Regions from separate parts of the Sus scrofa genome. Here region 2 is linked to region 1. Evidence: chromatin contacts called from public HiChIP or PLAC-seq data. All regions are on one chromosome and are shown on one strand. Each heading gives the region's core, a stretch centred on a gene start, on an enhancer-like site or on the middle of the called end of the contact. The rest is flanking DNA. Distances are from core to core; before and after follow the strand shown.

Region 1 (5,463 bases), core at 2,679-5,178:
ATGGTAAAACTTTTTTTTTTTTCCTTTGTCTTTTTTGCCATTTCTTGGGCCGCTCCTGTGGCATATGGAGGTTCCCAGGCTAGGGGTCGAATTGGAGCTGTAGCCACCGGCCTACGCCAGAGCCACAGCAACGCAGGATCCGAGCTGCATCTGCAACCTACACCACAGCTCATGGCAACGCCAGATCTTTAACCCATTGAGCAAGGCCAGGGACCGAACCCGCGACCTCATGGTCCCTAATTGGATTCGTTAACCACTGAGCCACGATGGGAACTCCCTTAATGGTAAAACTTTAAAAGCGTTTCTATTCAATTCTGGAATTAGTCTGGGATGCATGCGATCACCGATAATGATTCAGTATGCCCCAGAGGTCCCAGGCAATTCAACAATTTAAAATTCCCAAACTGCCAAGGGTCCCCTCCTTGCCTCTCCCCTTCTGGCTGCCATCCTTATCTCTGTGTCTTCACTAATGAGTTTGCGAAATCATCAGCTCCCACTCATCTCCTAAAGCCCCAGAACATCCTTCCTTCAGGTATCCTCTTATTTGACTCAGGCCTGTTCTGCAAAGATAGGGAAAAGCAGAAGGTGGCCCCAAGTAAAGGCTGTGACTACAGCAGGCCTTTCCCTCATATGCACTGCATTCTGGGAGTGCTGCAGAGAGTGCAGTGGGAACGCTTGCCCTGAACACATGCCCCTGCAAACCATCTTAGCTGCAGGGTGAAGACAGACAGAGAGACAGGCTCTGGTTCCTGAGGAAACTTGCCTGAGCTCATACAGAGGTACGAGGCAGGACTGGGCGCTGACTACAGCATCATGCAACTCAGGATAGAGTCCAGTTTTCACTGTCCCTGGTCCTTTCTATCTCTCCCTTTGTCAAGCCACTCTAATACCTAGTATATCTGCAGATGAGGGGCCTGGACCAGCTAGCAGACTCCCTTGCACCCCCACTCTCCAAGGGCCCCCTGACCAACTTCGAGCCTCCAGGGAGCTGGTGTCCTCAGGGTTTTCTAGGACCTTGTTCATCAACTGCATCTTCTTGATTTTTAGCTTCTCCTTCTGTGGAAGACAGAGACAGAGAATCTGTGAGGACTGCACCCGCTAGGAACTAACTCTCATACCTCCAAGGCCAGGGCTGCAGTCAAAGCAACTAGAACATAGGGCTCAGGGCCTGACTTCACTCTGCTCATCAGGACATAGCCTCTGACCAACCACATGGCTATTCACATCCAGGTGAGCTCAGGGCCTATACCACTGATAGGTGAATGTTGGATCAATGTCCCCAAACCTTGTTCACTCATTCATTAGATCTCTATTAGGTACCTACCATTTGTCAGGTGCTAAGGGTCCCTGGGGGAGTAAGACTGTCCCTGCCCTGGAGATGCTTGGTCTGGGGGTATTGACAAGTAGACACAGAATGACAGTGGGTTAAGTGCTGGGACTTGAGAAGCATGGATGGGCGGTGTTACCTGTGTAGGAGGGGGTCCCAGAGGAGAGGACTGAGAGATGCTGAGGTTTGGCAAAGGTTACTCACCTGGTTGGCCATTTCCAAAGATAAGAGTCTTTTCACAACATCATCAACCCTGTGGAAAAACCATAGCAATGAGAGACAGGTGTAGTGGGAGGGGGGAAAGGGAAGCAATGCTATTTTCATTTTAGTCTGAAAAGCAAGGATGATTCAAAATTTCTTTTACAACACAAGTCTCTCTGGAAGTGGGGCACCATTTCTCAGGGATTAAAAGTCAGCATGGATCTGATTTGCTGAGCTGAGAATATGGAATGACCTGATAACTACAGAAAACTGGGGCTGTCAACTTGAGTGTTCCAGGCTCATCACAGTGAAGGCAAAAAGAGGATTCCCATTTTAGCTGGAATATGGTTCAGTCTGTCTTGAAACACTTCAATTCTAAAATCATTGTTTCTTTCTCATGTTACATTGCATAGTGGGAAGGACTGGAGGGACTGCCCAGCTCCCACCTTGCAGAGGAGAGGGGCTGAGCAGAGGGTCTTGGTTTTGGTGTCTTTCAGCCCTGATTCAGACTCCAGGTCTGCCCCTTAGGAGCTGCATGACTCTGGGCAGTCTGCTAATCTACAAAAGGGGGATACTCTTTCTTCTCACATAGGATCAAGAGATGAGAGATTTCCACAAAGACCTGTGAGGCATGGTGACTCCTTGATATCTAAGGGTAGAGTAGAGGGTCTTTATCCAGAGCTCCATCTGCCCCTACTGCCCATTCACCTTCACCCTGCCTGGGCTTCTCTAGTTCTCTGCCCTGTTCCATAATCAAGCTTCAGATACAGCAGGCCTCCACCCTGAAGCCCTTTCCTTGCCAATCCTCCCAGGGCCCCCTGCTTCATCGAAGAGATTTCTTCCTGCTTACTTATGAATTCCAGGCACGTTCTGGTAGTCCAGGAGCAGCATGGAAGGAGGCGGGTCATCTTGGTTGGGCTGGACTGTCAAGGGTAGGGATGGAAAACAGTCAGTTCTCACTGCCCATCCTCCCAGACTTGGCCCTTCTCACCAAACGAACACTGTCAGACACATCCAGGTTCTCAGGCAAGGCACTGGATATCTCTGGGCTGTTTCTCTTCTGCAAATCCTGTGGGTACCTGTCCTGATATATCATGCTGGGAGCAGAGAGCCTTTCCCAAGACCCTGTACTGTGCTCGCATCTCTCACACACCCATCTGGCTCTACAGTTATCAGGTGTCCTACGTGGATGGGTCCTCCTGTGAAGTTTGACTCCCTCTGAATCCCGCACAGTCTGGTTTGTGGCCCACCACAGAAGAGGCACTCAACACTCACTAGCTAATTGCATGAATGAAATAAGGGGGTTGAGGAGGAACTCTTAGCTTTAAGACACCTGCAACATAAGCACCAAATAGAGACCACAGGAAATGGGCCCGGGCGTGTGCTTACTGTTGAGGCAGAGGCAATGGGAGATGAGCCTGTCTTCTCCAGTCAGACCCTGCTCCTCCCCTATGCAAATAAGTAAATAATATCAAGTAACAGAGATGTGAACACTGCCTAGAAATGGGAAACAAGAAAGGGAGGACGCAAATGCTGTGCTACCCAGGTGAGCTTGGGTAGTGCCAGCCACGCATTCCCCCTGGCTGGCTCATTTCCATTCACATCGACCCCCAAAACTCCTGCTCCTAATGTTCATCTCCCCTCCCCTTACCTTTCAGGCGGGCTCCAGGCCTGCGGCTTTGTGACTAGGTGGACGTGGCTTTCTTCGCAGGTCCTCTGGCCAATCCCCCCTGCAGCCTCCCCCACCTAGTGGCTCTAACTAGCCACCTCTGTCCCCTTGGTCACCCCACCCCTTCCAGGCAATCTCTTTTCCGTCTCAAGTCCAACCCAAGACCTCCTACCTGGCTTTTGGGCGGCATATCCACGGGCGGCCCGGAGAATGAGACCTACGCAAGAGAGAAAGGGCTGAAGCCCATGTCCTTAAACAGTTCAGGCTCGATTCTCGTCTACGGCCCTCGCACTACTTTTCCTCCATGGTCTCTGTGCCTCTGCGCGGAACCGCCGCCCCAGTTCTTCCGCACACCGATGTCCCAGCTCTCTCCCACCTCGCCTTACTTCGTCCGCGACCGCTCTTTGTTCTGCCGCTACACTCCCCCTCCAGCCTCTTCCCCGGTATCCTCTATCTCCGCCGAACCCCGTTTCCCTACACCCGCTGTCGGGCTTCTCAGCTCCTCACCTGCAGGACGTGAGGGAAGGGCCCGCTGGACAGAGGGAAACCTGGCGCACCCTCCGCCCGGAAGCCCGAGGACTGGGGCCTGGGTCACTGCCTGGGTCCTAATCGAACTCAGCGCCCTCCACGCCGCCCTCAGCATGGTGACTTCTGACCCTCGCCGCGGCCTCCGTCGCCTTCGCGGTACGGACTGTACTTACATGGGCGCTGCCATGTTGGCTCAGGCTCGATCAATCGAGTGCAGTCGCGAGACCGGAGCAGATGAGAACCGAGATGATAGATTGGAAGGTAGGCCTCTCTTAAGGCGCGCAGTTGGGCGGAGGGGAGGTCTAGGTAGCTGTTGTGTGAGCTTGGCGGTTCGAGGGGGTGGGAGGGCTTGGACTTTGCCTGGCTTTGTTAATGGTGTGCGGTGCTGTATAAAATCTAAGATGCTACTATTTCTTGAGCGTGCATCCCACCTTTAATCCCATTCTATTTTCCTGACCTCGGCTCCGATTATCTTGAGGGCTTCCATGGGACCTGCCTTGGTCTTTTACCCCTAATCTAGCATCCTGTGGCCTTAGCCCCAGTCCAGGATGGGGCCGCATAGGAATTACTGGGTTTCATCCTTTTTGGCAGCATTGCAGCGTGGTAATTAAGGTCGCTGAGTTTGGACAGCCCTGGGCTGGAATCCTAGCTCAGCCATTTACTCTCTGTGTGATTTTGTAGGCAAGTCCCTCAACCTTTCTGGGCCACAGTGTATTTACTCCTCCATGATATGGGGTGGTAATAACAGTATCGATCTTTTAGGTTGTTAGAAGATTAACTGGGGCAGTTGTGTGCAAAGCATCTGGACTGTAGTAAACAATCAAGAAATATTAGTTGTGATATTTGTGAAATGAGTTTAAGGATAAATGCAAATTAAAAGTAGGAAAAATAAATCTTTATTTTCCCCGGTGCAAAAAAGGGAGACTCTCTTCCCCCTTGCTTTTCTTAGAGCATTTTATTTTATTTTTAATTTTTTGGCCATGCCCGCAGCATGCAGAAGGCCAGGGGTCGAACCCTAATCATAGCAGCGACCCAAGCCACACAGTGACAACACTGGATCCTTAACCCACTGAGTCACAGGGAATGCCTTAGAGCATTTACTTTATTTATTTATTTGTGTGTGTGTGTCTTTTTAGGGCCACACCCACAGCATATGGAAGTTCCCAGGCCAGGGGTCGAATCCCAGCTGCCGGCCTACACCACAGCTCCCCGTAATGCTGGATCCTTAACTCACTGAGCAAGGCCAGGGATGGAACCTGTATCCTCATGGATACTAGTCGCTTCTTTACTGCTGAGCCATGACGGGGAACTCCAGAGCATTTACTTTGGAATAGGTGTACCTGCGAATTCTTTCTCTGCTCTTTTGAGAAGTATGTAAATCTTTTAAAAAGCTAAACGAGCCTCTTGCCAGTTTTACAACTCAGGCATGTCTGGCTCAAGGATCTGGGAGCCGGCTCTGAGATGTAATCATTGAGAAAGATAGTACTTCTGTCTTCCAGTTTCTGCAGGAGGGTGGGAGCCTAACTTCAGCTAGTGCCCAGCTCCGAGTTGCCAACCTCCTCTCATAAAGATAAGAGAAATTAATTTTTCCTTTGAATAAATGTGATTAGCAAGTCCAGGTAGCTACCCCATTTCCCAGCTGAATTTAGGATGACCCCAGTGTGACAAATAGTGCTGTCAAGTCCTGTTACTTGAGGACTAGTTATTGATTATCTTGAGAAAATGCATAAGTTGTGTC
Region 2 (5,443 bases), core at 2,036-4,535, 990 kb after region 1:
ACAGGATCTGATCCCTGGCCCAGGAACACCATATGCCTCAGGGTGGCCAAAAAAGAAAAAATAATAAAATTTTTTTAAAAAGGGAGAGGAGGCAAGTTCCCATCGGCTCAGTGGTTAATGAACCCGACTAGTATCCATGAGGACACAGGTCCGATCCCCGGCCTTGCTCAGTGGGTTAAGGATCTGGGGTCACTGTGAGCTGTGGCAAAGGCCAGCAGCCTCAGCTCCAATTCTACCCCTAGCCTGGGAACCTCCATATGCCTCGGGTGCGGCCTTAAAAAGATAAAAGACAAAAAAAAAAAAAAAAAAAAGAGAGAGAGAGACACTTCACGCTCACTTTTTTTCCTTGTCCCAGCCCTAAAACCAGCCATTTCTCTGAGGAAATAATATATGTTTCAAACAAATCCTCCAATAATCTTGTCAGTAGTCCAGATATATTTCACTGCATTTGCGTATGTGATGAAAGAGTTAATGTCAGGAGTTCTCTGATGGCCTAGTTCTCGCCGCTGTGGCTCTGGTTGCTGCTGTGTGGTGTAGGTTCAGTCCTTGGCCCAGGAATTCCCATATCCTGCCTGTGTGGCAAAAAAGAAACAAAACACAAAACAAAAACAAAAAACAAGAAAGAACCTGAAATAAATGTTGCAACTCTCATCTAAAAGAAAAGAAAGAGTTAACTTGTTCAATTAATTTTTTTTTCTTTTTTTTTTCAGCCACACCCACAGCATATGGAAGTTCCCTGGCCAGGGAGCAAATCCAAGCCACAGATGGGCCCTATGCCACAGCTGGGGCAACAATGGATCCTTAACCCACTGCTCCAGACTGGGGATTGAACCTGTACCACCACAGAGACAACACTGGATCCTTAATCTGTTGCACCACAGTGAAAACTCGATTAAATTTTAAAACACAATTCAATTTTTTCTGGCCACACCTGTGGTGTGTGGAAGTTCCCGGGCCAGGGACTGAACCCAAGCCACAGCAGTGACCCAAGCTACTTCAGTGACAACGCTGGATCCTTAACTTGTTGTGTCACCAGGGAACTCCCACACTTCAATTTTTGTAGCTCTACTGTGACAAGTCTTTTTAAAATATACTGGAAGCTGGAGTTCCCTGGTAGCCTAGTGTTTAAGGATCCGGTGTTGTCACTACTGTGACATAGGTTTGATCCCTGGCCCAAATGTATGCCATGGGCACAGAAAAGAAAAGAAAAGTAAAGAAAAAAGAAAATGAATAGAATAGAAAAATAAAATAAAATGTAAAACATACTAGGAGCTCAAAACATGAAAGGAATCTGTCCCTTTCTCCATTTCCAAGAGACCTTGTGGAACTGAACCTCTGCAAAACCACTCTGCTAAGGCTCGGGGGCAGTCTGCCCACTCTTCCTACAGAGGTGACCTAGCTCCTGTGTGCTCCCATCTGAGCTTCCCAGTGGAGTTACCAAAGGGCAAAGTAATTCCTGGGACCTTTCCCTCTCCAACCTCTCCCCATCGCCCATCTAGTGGGTGACCATTCCTGGAACTCTGCAGACCCCGCCCAGGCTGGCCAGGTGAAGGCAGATGGCAGGAGAGCAGGAAGGCTCCAGGAAGGAAGCTGGCAAGCCAAGCCACTGGGACCGGCATGCAAGAGGCAGAGGAAGGGGTGTGGGCTCGGCACATTTGATCCAGAGGTCTCCTGGGGTTTGGGGCCGGGGTGTGCAAAATCCAGGGGTAAGTGGAGGAGGGTTTCCCCAGAGCAGCCCTGCGTTCTGCAGAAGAGAGTCAGCTTCTCGGGAAAGAGCTGCCTTTACAAGCCGGAAGAGAGCGAGACTGCAGCTCACTCTGGGAGGACACGGAGCTGCGTGACTCATCCCCCAGCCCTGCTGGCTCCCACTGGCACAGTGCTGGGTAGCACGGGGCCAGGGATTACAGGCGGAGTCCCAGCCCGGCCCTGGCCCCGGAGGCGGTCCAAGCAGGCAATCACAATCCAGCACGTAGGGACACAGGCAGGGTGCTGTGGGAGCACTAAGGAGGAAGCAACTCAGCACCAAAGGAGTCTGGGCAGGCCTCACAGAGGAGGTGACATCATCCAAAAGAGGAACAGAATTGGCCAGGCAGCTGTAGCCAGGGAAGAAGGGGAGAGCACTCCTGGGCCGAGGAGGAGAGATGCAAAGGCACGGAAGTGTCTGCAAGGCGTTGGCACCGTGCCTGCCGCCCAGTGAGTCCTCCATAAATGCGAGGCATTATCGCTGTGGTTGACTATCATCATTATGCTGATTAATCTGGACTCATTTAATATTCTTACTATCTTAAAGGGAGTTACTACACATGAGCACATGTCTAAATATACAGCACTTTTCACTGAACTTTTCTCAACTCTAAAAGTGGCCCTTGTGTGAAGATTAAGGCTACCGGCACACACAGTGCTCAGCAGGAGTGGTGGGGAGCACAGAGAGGAGCCCAGCCCTGGATGTGATCTGGGGGAAGGCTTGTTTTCTCTCTCTCCTGGAGGCCAGCTCCTGGGGTTGCTGTGCCTGGGGGGCACTGACGTGGAGATCCTTCGGGGTCTTTAAAGATGACCAGGCAACAAAGCAGGGAGTTAGCTAGGTGGGGTCACTGGTGATTTCAAAAGTGACATAGGTGGCACCTGGTGCCATGGAACTGGAGCTCCTGGTGCTGCTTGCAAGTCTTTCCAGCTGGGACAAGGCAGGTTGTACCTGCCTTTCTATCCCAGCAAGGTCCTTATTTCAGAAAAAAAAAAAAAAAAAATGTACTTGGCCCTGGGTGGGGCCCCACTTCTGTGTACCTGCTCCAGTCACGGTTACCTGTTGAGTCTTCCTGTCTCAATGAGAAAGGTGCCCGCCTGGGTGTACCTGTCTTTATAACCATGGCTCTGCCTCCCGTGGTGTGTGGACCAACCTTTGTGCACTTGATTCACTCGATGCACCCCAGACTGTACCTTCCGCATACTTAAGTCTGAACGACCGCAGCTATACCTGTGTTGTACTGCCGTACTCTCGGTCAGCCCGCGCCAGACTCGGATCGCTTACCTGGTCCAACCTGGGCTTACCTTATGCCTGTTGGCCGTACACTCCTGCCCTGCAGATCGCGCCGCCCCGGGGGCGCCTCGAGGCTCAAATAAGGGGCTGCGAACGGCGACCGCTGACCACATTCCTGGCCGGGCAGAGCGCGCTCCGGCTGCGGGGGCGGGGCCGGAGGCCAGGGCGGGGCGGGGCGGCGCAGGGGGCGGAGCAGGAAGGGGCGGTGGCCGCTCCGCCCCCTGCCGCTCGGGCCGGCTCTCGCCTCCCCTGCCCAGCTTCCGCGTCACGGTCCCGAACGCCACCTGCCCGCCCACCCGCCCGGTATAAAGGCGCCGCCGGCCTAGCCTCCGGGACTCGGCCCCATGGAGACGCCGCCCGCCGCGGCCGGCGCACGGTGGGGTGAGGCGCGCGCGCGCGCGCGCGGCGGGGGCGCGGACCTCGGGGCGGGCGGAGGGGGGGTGGGGTGGGCGCAGGCTGGGACTGACCGGAGCCGGAGGGACGTGGGGCCTGTCCCCTCCGGCCTCGCCGGTCCTCGGGACCGCTTCCAACTTAGCCCAAGTTGGGGGATCCTGGGAGTAGGAAGACCGAAGTCTGGAGGGGGAGCCGAGCGAGAGGCTCTGGGCCGGGACAGCCTCCGCGTCACCGAGCCCGGAGGCCAACCAGAGTTTCCCGGCAACTTTTCTCGCTGGTGGTGGGTCGCCCCGGAAACTTCCCCTCCCCCGGTCCGGGCGTCTGGCCACTGGCCCTCCGCCTCCTGAGCCTGGGTTCCAAGCACGCGGCAGACGGACTGGAGAAGACGATGGTTGATGGTTTCGACGGGGAACCCCCGCCCCCCTTCTAGCGCACTTGCAACCCAGCGGGTTTCCATCTGAAAACCCCGCCCCGCGGCTGTGGGGGCGCGGCGAGGCCCTCGAAGGCCACCCGCGACTTCTGGGTCCCTGAGTTTGTCGAGGAGGGGGAGGGCTGAGGGTAGAGGGGGAGGAGTAATCAGACTGCCTAAGTTCAAATCCTTGCCCCACCCGCTAACAGCTGGATGACCTTGAGCAAGTTCTTACTGTCTGTGGCTCAGTTTCATCCTTTATGTAATGGGACTTGAGGATCCCTCCCTGGGAGGGCTTTTGGAGGAATAACAGAGGTAACACCCCCAAATGGCTTTTCATACTGCCCCTAGTGTGGCCTCATCCTCTTGGATGGGGTGGGAGTTGGAGAGAATCATTCCCCGTCCCTAACTTTTGTGCTTGTCCTCCAGGAGCTGTGACAAGTGCCTTTCACCAGTCTGAGCTGTGAGTGGCCAGTGGAAAGAGGCCCACCCGGCCCCACCATGAATCTGTGGGAACTTGAAGACCACAAAAGCTGCCGAGAGACCCCAAGGCCGGCCCAGGAGCCCACTGCCGAGGAGGTGATGACCACGGAGCTACAGATGAAGGTTGACTTCTTCCGGAAGCTGGGCTACTCCTCTGCCGAGATCCACAGTGTCCTGCAGAAGCTGGGGGTCCAGGCAGACACCAACACAGTGCTGGGCGAGCTGGTGAAGCATGGGTCAGCGGCCGAGCGGGAGTGCCAGGTGTCACCGGACCCCTGCCCTCAGCTGCCTCTGGTCCCCCGTGGTGGGGGCACCCCCAAGGCTCCCACCGTGGAACCCTCACCCTCTGAGGAGGACAAGGAGGGTGGTGACCTGAGGCCCGTGGTCATCGATGGGAGCAACGTGGCCATGAGGTACATGTCACTTCTGTGGCCAAGACGGTGGCCGGGAATGGTGGCCCTGTGTCTCTGCACCTCTGGTAGAAAGGACCTTAGGAAGGAGTTTGACCTCGTCTCAGACCGGTCTGGAGGCAGGGAAAGCCCTTTCTGGGGGCCCTTCTGTGTGCCTGGACGCTCTCTTAGTCCTCACGGCTTCTTGGGAGTGGGTTTCAGGATGTTTTAGGGACTCAGAGAGTTGCTCAGGGTCACACTACTGTTAAGTGCCAGAGCAGGGATTTGAGCTCAAGTCTTTATTTCTCCAGAGCAGCCTTAGGCTCTTTGTGAGGGCCAGCACTTGGTCTCGGTTTCTCTCCTGTGACAAGGTTAAGGGATCAGGCCTTGGGCTCCAGCCCGCCCCTCCAGGAGGCTCCTTCCCTCCTCCCAGAGATGGGGCTAACCCACCCCTCAGGCTGTGAGCTGTGAGCAGTAAGCGCACAGAACCTGGAGAGAAGTAAGAGCTTAGTAATCTGTAGTAGTGGTTGTTACTGTCACTGCTCTTCGGGGAGGGTCTCAGACTTCTGAGTCCTTGTTGTCCCAGACCTGGGCTCCCGAGGAAGCCGGCCCAGCTCTTGAGGGCTTTGTAGCTATGACCGAGAGTAACCTTGAGGATCTGGCTCTATCTACATCGGGTGTGTGTGGCTGGCCTGATGCTTTGGCTTCAGGGGAGCTGTGACTTAGGTCCCCTCT

Evidence for each region. HiChIP or PLAC-seq counts read pairs in DNA pulled down with a chosen protein or histone mark.
Region 2: an H3K27ac HiChIP or PLAC-seq map of alveolar macrophages shows a contact between it and region 1. The contact joins the promoter of ZC3H12A here to the promoter of MRPS15 in region 1. A contact is called at or near these places in 1 of 5 promoter capture datasets (fetal skeletal muscle) and 2 of 2 datasets of contacts at active chromatin or transcription factors (alveolar macrophages and skeletal muscle).

What each region holds. Positions count from the first base shown.
Region 1 is chr6:92,543,911-92,549,373 of Sscrofa11.1, forward strand. It overlaps MRPS15 (28S ribosomal protein S15, mitochondrial), which reads right to left and starts at 3,929. Exons shown (of 8, transcript XM_021095959.1): 1 at 3,705-3,929; 2 at 3,370-3,414; 3 at 2,379-2,451; 4 at 1,532-1,580; 5 at 972-1,056. The coding sequence starts at 3,840. LOC102167570 (a long non-coding RNA gene) reads left to right here and starts at 3,835. Exons shown (of 5, transcript XR_002344972.1): 1 at 3,835-3,986.
Region 2 is chr6:93,538,049-93,543,491 of Sscrofa11.1, forward strand. It overlaps ZC3H12A (endoribonuclease ZC3H12A), which reads left to right and starts at 3,286. Exons shown (of 6, transcript XM_021095963.1): 1 at 3,286-3,410; 2 at 4,266-4,732. The coding sequence starts at 4,338.